Regions from separate parts of the Mus musculus genome. Here all the other regions are linked to region 1. The links are chromatin contacts, called in public HiChIP or PLAC-seq and Micro-C maps. All regions are on one chromosome and are shown on one strand. Each heading gives the region's core, a stretch centred on a gene start, on an enhancer-like site or on the middle of the called end of the contact. The rest is flanking DNA. Distances are from core to core; before and after follow the strand shown.

Region 1 (2,872 bases), core at 239-2,738:
CCATACCCACAGACGGCCGGCACACGGGCTGCCTTTCTGTGAACTCCTGTGCCCTGTTACTCATGTGTACACACACATGCATGCACCAGCACAAGCAAACTCTGAGGCTGCTGCTCTCCAGCCTGTCTTGAGGCAGGGTTTCATGAACCTGGACCTTGCTGGTTCGCCTAGACTGGCTGGGCAGCAAAGCCCCAGGGTCTGCTGACTCCCACCCAGGACTGTCCTGGGGTTGCAGCTGTGAACCGCCACACTCACACTTTACAGAAAGCCAGGGATCGGAACCTGGGTTTTTATGGGCCTGCACGTGGGAATTGCTTTACCACCGAGCCTTCCCTAGGCCTTTCCCTGAACTCCTACCCTACCTACTTCACAACACCCCGGCTTTGTCTTTATTTATTTATTTATTTATTCTTTTTTTTTTCCAAGACAGGGTTTCTCGGTATAGCCCTGGCTGTCCTGGAACTCACTTTGTAGACCAGGCTGGCCTCGAACTCAGAAATCCCCCTGCCTCTGCCTCCTGAGTGCTGCTGGGATTAAAGGAGTGTGCCACCACATCCGGCTTTTTTTTTTTTTTTTTTTAGAGATTTTTCTCTATGTAGCCTTGGCTATCCTAGAATTTGCTATGTAGACCAGTCTAGCCTCAAACTCACAGACATCTGCCTGCCTGTGCCTCCGTGGGACAAAGCACAACTGGCTTTAAAGACACGTGCCACCACACCTGGCCTAACTTTGCCAGTGTTGTTTGGTTGGCATCTTTCCATGCCCTCTGAGGATTTGGTTCCCAGCGTTGTTCTTCCACGAGCCCTGCAGCTACTGTGCAGTTGAGAGTCCCACTAATTGGGTCTATATCACAGCTCCTAATTTGAAATGATTAATCAATAATTGCCTTTTGTTACTTGATTCGAGTCTGACATCCCCACTTCATCATCATCTTAAGGAGGTCATAGATGGTACAGTCTGCCACTTGTGCCGGGTGCACAGATAGGTACTTAGCAAATACTTACCGGATGATTGTCAATAGCCAGCCGTGCTCAACACCTGCAGGAAGGTGTTTCTACAGAGGGCCTGCCACGAATGGCTTTGGCCTGGGGCATTCCCCCATGCTAGTTTTAGATACCTGGCCTGAGGAGGGATGGGAAGGGCTGAGCAGCGGCTGTGGCCCTACCTTAATAAGGTCTAGACCAGGCCAGGTTGTCGGGGAAGAGGGGACTAGGAGTGGGGGGAGGGGGGGTGATAACTGAGTGACCAATAAGACCTGGGGTACTTGGCTGGCCCTTAGGGTTCCCAGTCCTGCCTGGGACTGCTTTCTGACTGTCCAGGATCAGTTTTCCTGTATCAAAAGCACCCACTGCGAAAGGATCCAGGAAAGGACCACAGAGGCCAGAAGCAGGAAAAAAAAAAGCCTGCTTTCCGAGGAGGAGGAGGAGGGCGTGGCTGAGGGAGGAGCCCACAGGTGGTTGGCTCCTGAAGTGCCTGGAGAGGTCTCTGTTGACCAAATTGTAAGGCAGAACAGGTCCACGCTGGTCACTGCAGAGAGACTAAAGGTGTGTCCCGTCTTCCCCCTGGCCATTTTCTGCCGAGAAGCCTGCTTCACCTTCCCAGCCTAGATCCTGGGATTCCTCACTCTGATCCCACACCTAGATCCTGCCTTCAAAACCAGCCTTCTGGTTCTTCCCTTTCTACCTAGGGGCTCCTTCGGGGGGCCCTTGTCCTAGGCCATGGCCCTAAGGGTGGGCCTGGGACTTGGGCAGCTGGAAGCTGTGACCATTCTGCTCCTTCTCGGATTGCTCCAGTCGGGAATCCGTAAGTATGGATCCGCGGGAGGGAGGGTTGGAGAAGGAGCCCCGGTGAGAGCAGGCTGGTCCCCGTGTAGACTGAATTCGCGAATCTCCGTGTTCCTACCGTCTTCCCCTCTTCTCTTGTTAGTCCCCCAAACAAGGAATCACCCTATGGGGAAGCGGTTGGCGTGAAGGGCTCTGGGGACTCAGGCCTCCCTGCCAACTCCTCTCTCTTTCTTTCCCTCCAGGAGCTGACGGGACTGAAGGTGAGGCTTTCTGCGGGAGTTGGGGGAGTGAGGGCACAGCGGCTCGGTGTCCCCTGGCGGGTTGTAGGAACACTTGTCGCCTAGCTGGGCTTGCACTTAGCCACACTAAGTGTCCCAACAGCTCTGAGTGTATGGAATCTTGGCTCTTGTTTTATGAGGAAACTGAGGTAAAGAGATGCAGTGAGCTGTCCGCGGGCATAATCGAAGCCTGACTCTCAGTGTGGGTAGGGGAGGTGGCTCTGAGAAGATCAGCTCCAGTGTAGACTGGTTTCCGGTCTGAGCATAACTATCTAGTAGCCTTGTCTCCTTATCTTTCAAAGCTCCAGTTTCTTTGCCTTGAAAAGCTGTTCAGTTCTGTTCTTCTAGGGCTGTGAGGAAGACCGGGAGATTGGGAAGTGAAAGCCCCTTGGAGCCTAGATGCGCCTCAGCTGCAGTCTGAGTAGTAGCCATTGTCAGGATTGTGAGGGAATGAAGGAAGAATCTAGCTAGGTGTTTTCTCTGCCTACTGCTAGCTTGGGGGGTGGGGGGAGCGGCTCAGGTCCCCAACCTGAGGAATCCAATTTCCTTGCAATGTTCAATCACACCCCTAGTTCTCCTGTGCTCAGCAGATGGGGAGAGGGTGGAAACAGGTGTGTCTCTAGGTAACGCTCAGGTTGGTGCAGTTGGAACAGTCATAGGCATGAGAACAGGTGTCAGCCAGCCTGGACTCTGTGGAGAGGGCCCTGGAAGCTGAGAGCGACACCTGTGACCTAGCCGGCTGATCCAAACATGCCATGGAGGGGCTGTGCCCGGATGGCTCTCTAGCCTAGTGGAGAAAGGCTGGAAAGG
Region 2 (2,872 bases), core at 187-2,686, 690 kb after region 1:
GGAAGAGGCCTAGAGAGCAGGTGTCCTTTCCCAGCAACTCATCAGGTCCGCTAGGGGAACGAGCATTTATCCCCAAGGCAGCCAGAGCCCTCCAGCTGAACTCAAGTCTACTGAGAAAGGGACAGCCCAGGGTCCCTGGCAGCTCTGGGAAGTAAAATAATTGGTGAATAGTTAGGGTCTCAAATGGCAGACTCTAACTCATTCTGATGTCCTAAAAACCTCCAGGAGAAAACCCAGATCCCCAGCATGCTCTGCCAACCAACCTGCCTGGAGCTGTGCTGGAGTATGAGGGAACTACTGTCCCATAGCTCCCTACAGACAGAGCCACTCTTCCAGTCTGGGGTAGTCACTTAGGTCGGTTGCCAACTGTCTTAGACTCAGTTCCTCACCTAGAAAATGGAGTCAGTACTAGCAACAAACCAGACTGGAGGTGCTTAGAATAGCATCTGGCACACCATAAACTATGCGAGAGGTAGCTGTTGTTACTGCGGCCTGGCCTCATCTTCCCTCACCTCTGGCCTTTGCTAACTCCTATATCTGGACTCAGGATACAGGATTGTGAGTTTACAGACATCAGGCTGCGTGGAGACTGAAGCCACTCAGCACGGTGCCTCAAGCAGCACCCAGCATGGCATCTGGCTCTCACAGTGGGCCAAACGTCTATCCAATGGGGCGTGGGGGGCAGTGAGCACAAGGATGGGCCAATTCTGAGTTTCTAGATCTGAGATCCAGGAAAAGGCGGGGGCAGGATTTTTGACTTCTGTCTGAGGGACGTTGAACCTGGCACAGGTTCGAGGGTGGGGGTGGGATCGGGACGGAACACGTACCTCCTTGTTGTCCACAGGGATCTTGAGTTTCACCACCTCATACTTCTCCTCACCCTCCTCCTCCTCACCCTTCACCAGCAGCACCATCTCCTCCTGCATCTCTTCCTCCTCCTCCTCCTCTGCCTGCTGTTCGCCAGGCATCTTGGTGTCCTGAGGCGGGGCGCTGGATCAGAGGCTCAGGACCCGCCCCCCACCCCCACCCCCACCCCCACTGTGGCCCCGGCCCAGACAAGGCGGTGCAGCCGTGGCTTCCCCCGCCCTGCCCAGGCTCCGAGTCCAGTCCTTTCCCATCCACCCTAACCCAACCCCACGCTCCGACACTGCCCAGGGCCCAGCTCAGAAGACACCCGTTCACCCCACTCATCCCGACATTCAGGGCCCTGAACAGTTCGAATCTCCAGCTCCCGCGAGTTGCCACCCTCCTCGCGCTGAGTCACTCCCCAGAGCCTGGGTCGGCGACCTGAGCGCTAAGGGATGAGCCGGAGGCCCGCTGGAGCTGAGGCCCCGGGGTGGAGTGCGCACTCACCAGCCCGAGGTTCGGTGCTCGTGCGGCCCCGGGCCTGGGCGAGGGGCGGTTGGGTGCTCTGCGAAGGCCGCGGCTCCGGAGGCGGGGGCGGGGCGGGGCCCCAGGGGCGGACATTCATTGGTTCGCCCGTCTGGCCCCGCCCCTAGGGGAGAGGCTGGAGGCCTGAGCTTCTGTCCCTAACCGCCCCGGGAGGGGTAGCCGGGACTCAGAGGTGTCCGCGGCCCGGAAACTCCTAACCAACAGACCATGCCTAGCCCGGCCTTCAAGGCCCTGCAGCCGAGTTCCAACCACCCTCAGCCGGGCTCCGCCGCTGCTGGATCTTGACGCCCCACCGAGATTGCTGTGCCCGCGTAGGCCACGTGCGCTCCCGGGGGTCTGGGCCTCTCGCTGGCGCCCCGCCTGGAGAGCGGGCCCTGTTGCCTCCTCTCTTCTTTCCCCTCCTTTTTCCTTCTTCGTTCTTTCTCGCGTCGCCTTCCCATCCCCTGATCTGCCAGACAGCTTACTGTTTGCCCGCATGCGGCCCAGATCCACCACCGCCCAATCTGTCGCTTTCATCTACCGAGTGTTGTTTCTGACTTGTCAGAGGCTCACTATGTAAACCTGGTTAGTTTAGAACCAGTGGCAAGCCCCCGACCCTCACCCCGAATCTGGAGAGTATAAGGCAGGAGTTGTCGTGCCTGGCTTGGGTACCTGTTCTTGAAAGTTTGCTGTTTTACACACTGGGTCACATTTGCTCAGCACAGAGGATTGCGATCTCACTTTACACGTGCACTTAAAGATAGTTCAGAGAGGACTGATTTACCTAAATTATACAGTAAAGAAGCATTTCTCACTACTGGTAGTGTGGGAAGAAATAGCCCAAGGTCAAATCCACTCTACAATACTACATACAGTACCATCTTGCCTATCTCTCTAGATATTTTTAACTGGGCATGGTGCCACTTAGCCCTGGGGAGGCAGAAGCAGGTGGACTTCTGTAAGTTGAAGGCCAGGCAGACCTGCATAGTGAAACTTTTTTTTTCTAATAAAAATAATAAAGGAGCCAGAGAGATGACTCAATGGTTAAGAGCACTGACTGCTCTTCCACAGGTTCAATTCCCAGCAACCACATGGTGACTCACAACCATCTGTAATGGGATCAGATGCCCTCTTCTGGTGTGTCTGAGAGAGCTACAGAGTACTCATACACATAAAATAAATACAATCTTTGTGGTTGTTGTTTTGGTTTTTTGTTTTGGTTTTTTTTTTTTTGGGGGGGGGGTTCGAGACAGGGTTTCTCTGGATAGCCCTGGCTGTCCTGGATCTCACTCTGTAGTCCAGGCTGGCTTGAACTCAGAAATTCACTTGCCTCTGCCTCCCAAGTGCTGGGATTAAAGGTGTGCGCCACCATGCCCAGCAAATACAATCTTTATTTTTTTTTTTTTTTTTTTTTTTTTGGTTTTTCGAGACAGGGTTTCTCTGTATAGCCCTGGCTGTCCTGGAGCTCACTTTGTAGACCAGGCTGGCCTCGAACTCAGAA
Region 3 (2,872 bases), core at 164-2,663, 540 kb after region 1:
AGACAGGCTTTCTAGGTAGCCCTAGCTGTCCTGGAACTCATTCTGTAGACCAGGCTGGCCTCAAACTCTGAAATCCGCCTGCCTCTGCCTCCCAAGTGCTGGGATTAAAGGCGTGTGCCACCACTGCCCAGCCAAGATTCCTTTCATAGGTAGGTATTTTATATTAAAATAGCAATGAACCAGACTGAAAACCTGGATGTATATGACCGTGAGTAGGGCCTCATTCCTCTCTTGGATATTTCATGGGAATCTCACAATCTTCCCAGAAACTTTAATTCCTTCCTGGAAGTGAAGGGGAAAAAAAATCCAGATGGGCAGATGTAGAGTTTTAGAAGATTAGGTCGTGAATGTTCCGAGTGTCCTGGCTGATCAAAGACCAGCTCTATGATCTCAGACATGTGTCAAGGACAGTATTTCTCAACTACTTTGAGATGTGTAGACCAAGCTGGTGGAAACAACCTCTGAGACTGCTATACTTTCTAGCTTATTAATATTCTTCCTGCCACAGGCTTTCTGGGGCTCCACAATACACTGACCAGAAGAAAAACACCAAACACCTGTTAATTCCTGAGTCCAGCCATTGCTGGACCTCCATCTTGCTGACAGGGTTCAGGATCCCAGGCTGGAACTAACAACTATCCTGTGACTTTAGGTGTTTCATGTTTGTTATCCAGTAAAGGCTGTAAAGAGGGATGTTGCTGTTATTTGCTGTCTAAACTAAGGCACACAAGTCATAAATGTGCAGATTGCCCACTCCATTGTTCCCTTATCATTCTAAATTCCAGACCAGTCCAGGATGCGACCTGGCTGCAAAAGCTAAATCAAGGAACCTGAAACAAAGTGACGCTGATGAGGTCCAGTCACCAAAGTTAACTTCCTTGCTTAACCCATTGTGTGAAAGACTGACTAACGCAACAGTGCACCCAAGTCCCCCTTGCTTTGTGTTTTCATCCTATGAAAACGTTATATAAGCTCTGTTCCGGGATGCTGTTCAGCTCCCAAATTGGCCACTACATACGCGTGCACAGAAATAAAGCTTTCATTTTTAAACTTCTATCTCTGAAATGAGTTTTCTCAGATTCTACCCCAACCCAAAATTCACAGACTGCTTCCACCTAGCTTAACTTGAGAGTGGTGTGAACACACAGAATCTGTACCATTCCTCAACTGCACGATACTCGCGGTCCTGGAGTCCCCGCCCACATAGGCACGTCCACTTCAGTCTTGGTCTTAGATTGGCACTTGTAGACACTTTGGCCATTTTGGATGAGGGCTAGAAAACAATGACCCAGGAAATCCGGTGACGTAACCTTGGGCGGGACCCCAGGGATCAAGGTTCTTGTTACTCCCCGCCCCGCCCCGCCCCGCCCCGCCCCCACACGTTTATGCACAAATACTGCTACCATTTCTATGAGTTCATCACCACGTCTTGCATCTGTACCTGCTTCTAGGAATCTTCAATTTTCACCTACATTAGGGTGCTCACGGACCTGATATATGTCCTTTCTCAGCCCTGGTACCCCACCGCGGCAACCTAGGATCTGGCAGGCGATCCAGGGGACGCCAGGCAGATCACGGAACAGTGCGGGGAGTCCCCATGGCGCCGCGGATGGCCCCGGAAAGGGCCTCCGCTTGGCCTGCATTCCTTAAGCCTGGGACTGTGAGCTTCGCGGACGTGGCCGTGTACTTCTCCCCGGAGGAGTGGAGGTGTCTGCGGCCGGCGCAGAGAACCCTGTACCGAGAGGTGATGCGCGAGACCTATGGTCTCCTGGCCTCTCTGGGTGAGAACCTTCCTGGCCGCCTGGGTTCGCGTAGCCCTTGACACTGTGGGTCATGCGGTGGATCGGAGTTCCCTGGGTACGGGTGGTCGTAACAAGTGGGTCGACCTGACTCGTGGGGTTTGCTATCTTTCCCTCCAGAAGTCGGGGGCGACAAACCAGCGCTCATCTGCTGGGTGGAGGAAGAGTCCGAAGTGTGGGGACCCGGTGCCCAGGAGCCAGAGGTGGCCATGTGCAGGACAGAAGTCCACTCAGGTGAAGGACTGGGTACTTGCCTGGGGAAACTTCTGTGTTGCCAGCCTGTGTGGTGTCTTCTAGTGACTGCACTTACTGCCTGGCAGTTTCTTCCCTGTTTTTCTGTTTCTTGGCCAAAGCCATGATGGCTGGCCCCTGGATTCATCTGAAAAGGGTTCTGTCCAGTGCTCTCACCTCATATCTACAGGGTCACTAGGCTGTATAGGTTGTAGCCCCTCGTTCCCACTCCTCTGCTGCCATCTCTGTGACTGCGTTCTGGAGTCTCCTTCAGTTCTTGCTGTCCACCTCTGACAAGTGCTTAGCTCACTGCACTTGGGAATGGGGACCACACAGACACCTTTCTTTATGCTGCATCTGGACATCTGTGCACCACGCATGCTCAGATGCTGTGGCCTCTCCCCTCCTGTGCCCTGTTTCCATGTGGGGCTGTGGGAATCGAGGGGCAGTAGAGTCAGAGTCTGAGCTTTGTCATGGTCTCCCAGCAGATTGCAGGCACGAGAAGGAAGGGAAGAGACCAAGGGAAGAGACCAAGGCAACCAAGAAGATACTTTCTCCAGAAGCTGGGCCTATGGAGCCACGCCCCTCCTTTGCTTCCCCTTCTTGCAACTTGGAGCTGCTTTTCAAGAACTCTCAGCAGGGGCACCCCACTGTTGCGGTGCACAACCCTATCCTAAAAGCAGACCAGCGTCATGGGTGCCATGTGTGTGGGAAGAGTTTTGCCCACCAGTCCAAACTGGTGGAGCACCTGTACACTCACACAGGTGAAAAGCCATTTCAGTGCCCAGACTGCGACAAGTATTTCGGCCGGGCTTCTTCCCTGAGCATGCATCGAGCCATAC
Region 4 (2,872 bases), core at 219-2,718, 530 kb before region 1:
CTGAAGCTCTCTGAAGTTCTTTCCTTTCCTTTTTTAAAAAAAAAATTAATTTTTTTTTTTTTTGGCTTTTTCGAGATAGGATTTGCTGTGTATAGCCTTGGCTGTCCTGGAACTCATTCTGTAGACCACGCTGGCCTCGAACTCAGAAATTCGCCTGCCTCTGCCTCCCAAGTGCTGGGATCAAAGGCGTGCGCCACCACGCCCAGTTGCTCTTTCCTTTTTCACTTTGGGATATAATCCGTTTCTCGTTCAGACTTACTCTCTCCTTCCTAGGCTCATGGAGAAGCAGCCTCCAATCTCCCACTGTACCTGTAAATTCAGGTAGGGTTTCAGTATGCAGCTAAGCAGATCTATAAGCTACCCCAAAGCTCTCTGTTGGCCACCAGACCTTTTCTCTCCTTCAATGAGACAGTGTGCAGCTGGGGGCACGGGAGAGCTGGTTAAGAGCACACTTACAGTGGCTTCCAGTTTGGTTCTCAGCACTCATATGCAGCTCACAACCACTGTTAACTCCAGTCTCAGGCAGGGAATGCCATCCCTTCGTCTGACCCCTAGGGGCCTCAGCCACAAATGTGGTGTACATCCAGTAGATTGTCATGATTCTATCTCCTCTCTTGCTTTAGCATCTCAATACTAGCAGCCCGTGTCCTCCAATACCGAACTCCAGACTGTTTTGGCATGAGACCTGGTCGTTGAGCCTCTTTGCTGTTTTCACTGATTATTAGTTTTTGATAAGGTCTTGGTATCTATTTCTAGGCTGGCCTTAAATCCATTATCCTCCTGTTCAGTAGCACTGTGCGCCACCACGCGAATATTTAAGTTTTAAGTAGGGATTTGAAAGAGCGGTACAAGCCATTTGAATGAGGGGCTGCTCTTTTGCAGCCTTACCCACTAATCCGATGAGATAATGGGTAGCGATCCTTGTGGAACTTGTAAAGCAAGTTACAAGCGGTATAGTCTAGAAAGGCCTATCTGGTTAGAACACGTGCTCAAAGACAAGGCTGGATCTGGTGTTGCCCGATGTCCGCTACATCTCTCCGGGTTCAGAGTTGCCACTCTTTTGCCCGTCGCGTGAGGCGTCGGTTGTTGAACACGGACCAGCAGTTCTGAGAGTAGAGGCGGGCAAGGCCGGCTGACGGGAGAACCACGCGGAGCCAGCACACCGCCTGATCTGCAGTTGAAGAAACCGCTCTGGGGCTGGACGGAGGCGGAGCAGAAGCTCACACTGGACCAACAGAAGAGCCTTAAGATGCTAAGAGCGATCCTGGGGCGGGCCCCGGCGCGAGGCACTCTGGGATTTGTAGTTTACTTCCCGGACAGCTCCTCTCTATTTCGGCCGCCCGCCTTTTATTCCTCGCTCTATCCCGGCACGCCGACTACTTAGTCGCGGCACGTCCTCACGTACGACTACACTACCCAGAAATCTCTCCTTCGCGCTCCGGCAGGCGCAGGGTCTGCCTTGAACTACAGTTCCCAGAAGGCCACTGGAGAAGGGCTTCCCCCACTTTCCCGGGACCGCAATTCCCGGAGACTTGGTTTCGCGGCTTTTCTCTCTGTGTTGGGTCTCTCTTGGACCCGGATAGGTCTTGACTGGCCAGCAGGCCCACAGCGACAACGTGCTCCGTCGTGTCCAGTCGCAGGGTGTACTCTTTGGCCGGGCTTTCTGTCTCTTTAGCTACTTTTGCCGGACAGGCCGTCGCAGCTGGCCTGAGCAGTGACCTGGCGGGCCGCGCCTGCGCCCTGCCGCGTTTCCTGCCTGGCTGGTGGTGGCGGCCATTTTGTTCATCCTCCTCCTCCTCCTGCTCCTCCTGGTTGGAGCGCAGTGTCCGGAGCGGGCTGGGGGGAGCGGACCCGAGAGCGGGGTTCAGTACCTTTTCCTCTGTCCCCAGCCGGCGCCCGGAGCCCCCCTCCCCTTCCTTCCCGCCCCCTCCCCTCCCCAGCCCTGCCCTCCCCCTTGTCCCGGGATCACTCCGTCGCACCCACCATGATGGAAGACGACGGACAGCCCCGGACTCTGTGAGTACCCGAGACCCGGGGTGCCAGGCACCGAGTGGCCCGGGCACTGCGGGAAGCGGAGGGAGGAAGGGAGAGCAGGAGCCCGGGACTAGAAGCGGAGAGCCGGGCGTCGCGGTGGCGCGGCTGTGAAGTGCATTCCTCATCTGTCCCCCTTCCCAGAGAAGGAAGCCCTCCCTTCCCCCCCAAACACAGTCACTTCCTAGGGTCTAGGGCTTGTCTCGACTTTTTCCTCCCGACCCCTTCTTTTGCACACTCTTGCTTGGCTGGGCTTGTGCACGGCTGAGGCTGTCAGGCGCGGGAGAGCTACTGTTCCCCCTGTGCTTTGGGGGCTCCGGGCTGAGCCAGGAGCTGTGGGTCCCTACGGGGGCAGGGCTTGGCGGGGGTGGGACCACTACTGCATCCTTTGGCTTGAACGTTTAGCCTCAGTCCACGTCCTCAGCAGTCCACGTCCTCAGCCTCAGTCGCTCCGAGTCCTTCTCCCCAGTCTACCACTCTTTAACCAGAGGAGCCCCTTGTCTCTTTCTGCCCCACGTGCCCCACGCTGTCAGAAACACCCGCCTAGCGCCTGCTGCTTTTGAAGTGCCAAAGTGATTGCTTTTCGCCACCGTGCACCACCTCTGTCCCTTGGATAACGAAGTTTACTTTGAGCGCTTACTGCGCCAACCTGACAACCAGTTAAACTCCTTTCGCTCAGTTAGTGATGCCGCTTCCTAATCCGTTTGTGCGTCCGGACCATCGGAGTTGGATAAAAGGATGACTGCTCCCGCTATTTGTTACCTGTCTTTTGAGTGCTATTTTTCGCGGTATAGCTGTCGGGTTTCACCTGAAGCCCAATCTAATGAATGAATCGCATCTT

The links. A called contact is a pair of places that touch in the nucleus more often than the background predicts. HiChIP or PLAC-seq counts read pairs in DNA pulled down with a chosen protein or histone mark.
Region 2: an H3K27ac HiChIP or PLAC-seq map of extraembryonic endoderm stem cells shows a contact between it and region 1, with 4 times the contacts expected there. The contact joins the promoter of Zfp771 here to the promoter of Prss8 in region 1. A contact is called at or near these places in 2 of 39 promoter capture datasets (cranial neural crest and embryonic stem cells) and 2 of 115 datasets of contacts at active chromatin or transcription factors (extraembryonic endoderm stem cells and kidney).
Region 3: an HNF4G HiChIP or PLAC-seq map of pancreatic cancer cells shows a contact between it and region 1. The contact joins the promoter of E430018J23Rik here to the promoter of Prss8 in region 1. A contact is called at or near these places in 2 of 115 datasets of contacts at active chromatin or transcription factors (microglia and pancreatic cancer cells) and 1 of 9 other capture datasets (adipose tissue).
Region 4: a Micro-C map of embryonic stem cells shows a contact between it and region 1, with 5 times the contacts expected there. The contact joins the promoter of Tial1 here to the promoter of Prss8 in region 1. A contact is called at or near these places in 1 of 39 promoter capture datasets (pre-B cells), 1 of 484 Hi-C or Micro-C datasets (embryonic stem cells) and 1 of 115 datasets of contacts at active chromatin or transcription factors (large pre-B cells).

Annotation. Positions count from the first base shown.
Region 1 is chr7:127,928,729-127,931,600 of GRCm38.p6, reverse strand. Prss8 (protease, serine 8 (prostasin)) reads left to right here and starts at 1,488. Exons shown (of 6, transcript NM_133351.3): 1 at 1,488-1,803; 2 at 2,027-2,044. The coding sequence starts at 1,719.
Region 2 is chr7:127,243,090-127,245,961 of GRCm38.p6, reverse strand. It overlaps Zfp771 (zinc finger protein 771), which reads right to left and starts at 1,436. Exons shown (of 3, transcript NM_177362.4): 1 at 1,354-1,436; 2 at 828-977. The coding sequence starts at 968.
Region 3 is chr7:127,392,162-127,395,033 of GRCm38.p6, reverse strand. It overlaps E430018J23Rik (RIKEN cDNA E430018J23 gene), which reads left to right and starts at 1,413. Exons shown (of 3, transcript NM_198011.2): 1 at 1,413-1,781; 2 at 1,920-2,033; 3 at 2,519-2,872. The coding sequence starts at 1,598. It also overlaps a transcript of Zfp764 not described here.
Region 4 is chr7:128,460,269-128,463,140 of GRCm38.p6, reverse strand. Tial1 (Tia1 cytotoxic granule-associated RNA binding protein-like 1) reads left to right here and starts at 1,468. Exons shown (of 12, transcript NM_001347640.1): 1 at 1,468-2,016. The coding sequence starts at 1,985. It overlaps Gm32816 (a long non-coding RNA gene), which reads right to left and starts at 1,421. Exons shown (of 4, transcript XR_378509.4): 1 at 889-1,421.